Regions from separate parts of the Anas platyrhynchos genome. Here region 1 is linked to region 2. A link is a contact called in public Hi-C data. All regions are on one chromosome and are shown on one strand. Each heading gives the region's core, a stretch centred on a gene start, on an enhancer-like site or on the middle of the called end of the contact. The rest is flanking DNA. Distances are from core to core; before and after follow the strand shown. Region 1 holds the start of LOC119717941. Region 2 has its middle 63 kb from the start of HEPH.

What was found. A called contact is a pair of places that touch in the nucleus more often than the background predicts.
Region 1: a Hi-C map of subcutaneous adipose tissue shows a contact between it and region 2, with 4 times the contacts expected there. The contact joins the promoter of LOC119717941 here to the enhancer-like site in region 2. A contact is called at or near these places in 3 of 8 Hi-C or Micro-C datasets (skeletal muscle and subcutaneous adipose tissue).

Annotation. Positions count from the first base shown.
Region 1 is chr10:24,855,630-24,858,329 of IASCAAS_PekinDuck_T2T, reverse strand. It overlaps LOC119717941, which reads right to left and starts at 1,260. Exons shown (of 15, transcript XM_038184637.2): 1 at 1,102-1,260.
Region 2 is chr10:24,817,283-24,819,982 of IASCAAS_PekinDuck_T2T, reverse strand. No RefSeq gene overlaps it. Among named protein-coding and RNA genes, the nearest start is that of HEPH, 63 kb to the right of the region's middle. Within about 2 kb of position 1,257, at least 5 of the 8 cell types and tissues checked have an H3K27ac peak or open chromatin away from gene starts, as enhancers often do. A contact at or near this core is called in subcutaneous adipose tissue, where this site is marked.

The sequences.
Region 1 (2,700 bases), core at 11-2,510, 38 kb before region 2:
TTCTGAAAATAGAAGACAGGAAGGAAAGGGAAAACCAGACATCAGTCTCAACTGCTCCAGTTAGGGCTTTGTAGGTAAAAGCTACAAGCACCCCCAGAACAGGCAGTAAAAGGTGCAATAATACTTCACTGGATTGTATGGATCTTTCCAAGTCTCTCTTGGTTCTGGGCACTCTCCAGCCCTTGGCAAGCACTATTAGTATTACAGCTAACTGCAGACCTTTTTTTTTTGTTTGTTTGTTTAACTGAACTTGCTATTTATTCCAGTGGAAACAGCCTCCAAAGAAAATTGTTCCACTCAGCTACTGTTTGTTCTGGATGATTTGTTCTCAGAATTTCAAACTGGCATTTTGAGTAATGTTTACGGTTTTCCCTTATTTTCCATTATTTCAGCCTAACTCCAAGCTAGTTCGATACTCTATTGTTTGCTTTACTGCTTTTAAAAGAATCACTAGAGGCAACTGCCACTCAGTACAGGCTGAGCATCTTTTCCCCACCAGCACGCTTTCTGCTTTGCTGGAGCCACCGCCACATGCTCTTCACACCACAGGAGACACGGGTCTCAAAACACGAGGCAGTAACACATGGGCTGTTTTGCCTGCCACGATGACCTGACACAAACGTAAAACTCATTCGACGGGTCTCCTGCAAAAGCACGGAGAGGCAAAAGCGCTGTGATTCTGCCACCACTCTGGAGAAGCCTACTGCGAACACGCCCCAAGCAAAACCGCTCTCAAAGCTGCGTGCTGCGGGAATTTTCCGGCTGTTTCCTTCCTGACCCGTCCCACGACAGACGGATCCCCGGCTCCACGTGCGCACCCGCACCCGAGCTCTCCCGCCTCCCCCTGCCTCCCTTCCCTTCCGCAGCCGGGCTGAGCACGCCAGCCCCTCGGCCTCCCCTCCGGCTGCCGGCGGCTCCCCCTGCCCCAGCGCCTCCGCGCCCGGCTCGGCGGACCCTCCGAGGCGCCCAGCGCCACCTACTCGAGGGACGCCGCCACCTCCGGGGGACGGGCGGAGACCCCCGCCCCAGCGGGAGGCCGGCGGGGGTTGCCGGCTCGGCGGAGGGCGGCCAGCCCGGCAGCGCTGGCGCCGCGGTACTTGCCTGGCTCCGCGCGGAGCCCGCGGCGCAGCTCGGGGCGCTGCGGCCGAGTCATGCCCGCGGCCGGGGCGCGACGCGCCGCATGGTGCACGGCGGCGGCGGCGGCGGGAGCTGCGCGCTCGGTGGCGGCGGCGGCGGCGGCGAGCGGAGCTCCGCGGAGCCGCGGGGCCGCTGCGAGCGGGGCAGCTCCGCCCGGCGCCGGCATTGGCCGGGCGCGGCGGCCGGGGCGGGCCGGGCGGCGGAGGGAGGGACGGAGGGGCCGGGCGGCGCCCTGCTCCTCTCGGGCACGGGCGGTGGGGGGACGCGGGGCTGGGGCTTGGCGGAGGTGGGAAAGCCCGTGGGATGAGCCCCGTCCTCGCCCGCTCGCCCGCCCGGCTGTGGGTGCCCGGGGGAACGACCCGGTCCTCCGCGGGCGAGCAGCCGCAGCGAGGTCTGCCGGCACTCCCAGCCTGCGCTCCCTCCAGAGAAACGCGACGAGTGGGAAAATTCACCCAGCGCGAAGAGCGTGGTGGGTTGGCATGTGCCAGACTCATCCTGCTGGGATGAATCCACCCATCTGCTTGTTCACCTGAGGGTCCTTTGTTTGCTCAAAGCACTGAGGAGAAAAAAAGAGAAAAAAAGGAGTCGTGCTGGAGGAAAAGGGCAGGATCTGCCTGTTGAAAGTGTTTCTGGGCAGGGTTTAAGCACAAGTTGTTGCAGGCTGGAAAACTACAAAGCAACGCAAAGAGAACCTGGCATAGAATGCAGGCTAGGAGATGTTTTTGCTATCCCCAGTGGTGCAGAAACTCACTTTTCACTGTGGGTATTGCCCAAGGGTGGAGTCAGGGGCTAAATATGGTGAAAAAGCTACACAGAAATTCATGCTAACAGATAGCTTTTGCGGGCATACTGAGCAGCAGAACCAAGAACTGATGGGGCCAGAGATGGTCATGTTCTTGCTCTGGAAAGCGGTTGTCCCTACAAGTCCAGGCACCTCAGCATAACTTTACAAGGTATTGCCAATTTCTTCCTTCACTTTCATGCCCAGATCTACCGGAATAGCCTTGCTCACCTGATTTTCCAGCTTCTAACACCAGTCGGCTTCCCACTTTGCTGTATCATTCCTTACATATTTCCATAGACAGTCCCCCAAAATCTGGCCCAACATAGCGGTCCATTCATTCCTTCGGGAGGAAAATTTTGGTTACAGCTCAATGGTACACATCAGTGTATTTGCAACCATCAAGTTGTAGCCATTTCCTCTGTATCGCATGATCTTCTCCTGACCCCCCCCCTCTTCCTCCTTCCAGCTTTCTCACCTCTTTCTTTTCAGGCTTTCCACTTTGCATCTTTTCTCCAGTTAGATTCTGGCTGTTTGGGTGAGAGACTGCAACCACAACCTACCAGTCCTACTTCTGTCTACAATCTATTGCAATACAAAATGGTCAGAAATTTTCCAGCGGAACTTTCCCTTCCCTTCCCTTCCCTTCCCTTCCCTTCCCTTCCCTTCCCTTCCCTTCCCTTCCCTTCCCTTCCCTTCCCTTCCCTTCCCTTCCCTTCCCTTCCCTTCCCTTCCCTTCCCTTCCCTTCCCTTCCCTTCCCTTCCCTTCCCTTCCCTTCCCT
Region 2 (2,700 bases), core at 8-2,507:
CTGCCTGGAGGCACTAGTAGCATAAAACGTTCCAGCGCTCATCCGTACTGGAAACCATTGCAGAATTTACAGGACTGTAACTGCCAGATAAAGAGAATTACATTTGCCTGGGTCAGGCTGAAGGAAACTGAGCAAAGCAAATTGGGGAAAACAGTAGAGCTCATTTTTGTGTCTTGATGGTCAAAGCAGCTCTGCCTCTATGTGCTGGAAGCCTGCTTTGCCCTTGCAAAATGGATCCTGCACCTAAATCTGTCCTTTGTGAAGACTGTCCATTTTCTCTTACACCTGCCAAAATGAACCAGAGATAGTAGTTGTGTGGAAGAACAGACAGCCCACTTCCTCAAGTTCTCTGTCTTGGTGTCTCTGCTGTTTTGCTGAGGAAGGCAGCTACTGCTTGAAAAACACACCTGACGCTTACCTCTGTGCAGCAGCTCAGTGAGGTGACAGGTGCTTGACAAGAAGGCAACCTTGTGCAGACACAGAACATACCCTGTGAGCAGGCACCGGTCCATTCTGGGAGTCTGCCAGCATCTCTGCTCATAGAAGCTCAGGGAATAGAGTTGCTCTCCAAAACGCACTGTGCTTGGATGTACAACTGAGATGTTGGGACTGGGAGGGATGAGGCAGGCAGCTGGCTGTGATGGTTCTGATAATTGCTTGGTTGGGATGTTGACATGAACCAGCTTCCTAGGATTACTGCAATTACCAGGCCCTTCTTTGTCTTCTTAATCAAGTTCTAGCAGAACTGACTGTCAGCTAGAGCCGACAAAATAATACTAAAGGTCACATTTAGCCGGTAGGATGGCAATTCCCAGGGCAAAGGATTCAGTACTGCTGCTTTGACTTCAGTAGCTGTTATTCAGCAGGACTGCTCTAAGCTGCCTGGGAAAATGTCTCTGCCACTGCTCCACCGCTCCGTCTTCTGGGCTCCACGAGCGGGCACAAGCCTTTATTTGCATTATTTTTACACGAACTTTAAAAACAAAATCCAACCCCAGACTGAAAAGTCGCCCTTGTATTTTTCAGACCAGCAGCTCTTTCCCTGGAGAGATTGTAAGCCCAGGATTGCAAAGAATGTTCCCATGCAGTTCCCACAGCACCGCCCGTCATGGAAAAAGGGGCTCTGCCAAGCAGCCGGCCACCCGAGGCAGCGAAGGCAGCCGGACTCCTTCGGCACGCTCAGCGAGCAGCCCGCTCCGCACGGCACCGGCCAGGAGCCGCCCCGTGCCCCCGCGTAGCGGCCCCGTTAACGCACAGCCAGGGGGGGCAGCGGCTGCGCTGCGCCCAGAGCCGCGCTGCAGCCCGGCGCGGCGCGGGGCTCGCGGCTGGCGTTGGGCGGCAGCGCCACCCCGCGGCGGAGCGGGGCCCTGCCGCCCTCACCGCCCGGCCCCGCAGCCCTCGGAGCGGGGGCGCCTCGCGGTCGTTTCGGGTTCTCCCTCGAGATTTCAAGGAGCGCGCTCGTCTTGGGCCTCCCCTCCTGAAACGCTCTGTGAGCACCGGTCGGGTCTGGCCGCCTGCCGGTGCCCGCTCATCTCGCTACAGGCGCGCGTGCTTTTTCCACTGACCACCGCCAAGAGCCAGGTGGCAGCCAGAGGTGGGCCCTGTGTGCTTTAAGAGCTCTGCTGGATGTGCAGATTGTTTGGGGCATGGAGACAGAAGGAGGGCAATGGAAATACAATCCTAGAGGAGGCCAGAGCAATTAGTAATGTGAGCACGGAGCAGTGGCTTTGGGTGCAAAGCATGTTCCCTGCCGTGGAGGCACTTTCATGTATCAGTCACTCTAGATTTGGTCTCGTATCTACTAAAAGCTACAAATCTTTAGGTAAAGCCTTAATATAGCGCGTAGAAGTGATGCTCGGTAGAACAGTTTTAAGATTCAACATCCATATTTACCCAGTCTGTGACAGGAGGCCATGAGAACAGGCATGACCCTATTAAGACCTCCCAGCCTGCCCTGCAGACAGCCTACAGGCAGCCTAATCGCCTGGTGGCATCGTAACCTGCTCAGCAGGGTAATTGGTGCTCTGACACTAATACCTTGCTCAGGCAATGTGCTCAGATGGGCAATTTTGTGTCTCTCTTGGTGCCGAATGTGCAAGTTCACAGTCTGGATAAGGTTGTGTAAAATCACTGGCTGCTTAAAATATTCTTTTTATATAACTTGATGGACTTGTGCGATGCTCCATAAGCTGCTTGTAAAAGAGTCATTTTTGTACTTATATATTTGAACTTTTCAGACTGGGGTTTTCAAAAGTTCACTCACATCATGGGATAAGATTAAGCCATTAGGCTCAATAGAACTTCTTTTCATTTTCTATGCTGTTGCTTGAAGGAGTCTTTGATTCATATCTGAATGAGTAAATGATGTCAAACAACTCAGATGCTCTGGGAAAGGTGGAGAAATTCTTGATGACTACGTGCTGGCATTTCAGCCTGCATCCCTGCTGTGGGCAATAGCCTGAGAAACATTCCAGTGTGAAGAGATGTGCTGATGGAATTTCCCTGGCATGGAAAATGCCCTGGAATGTCTCAAGAACTCCTTCACACAAGGAAAGATGTGCTGGAAATAGATACTGGGTGCTGGAGATATTTTGGTCTGTTTGGTGGGTCCATCCCGGGTCAGCTAGAGTGTGGAGGCATACAATTTAATGAATATTCTCTTATGAGCCTTAAAGGAAGGAAAGAACTGCCCAGGTTATG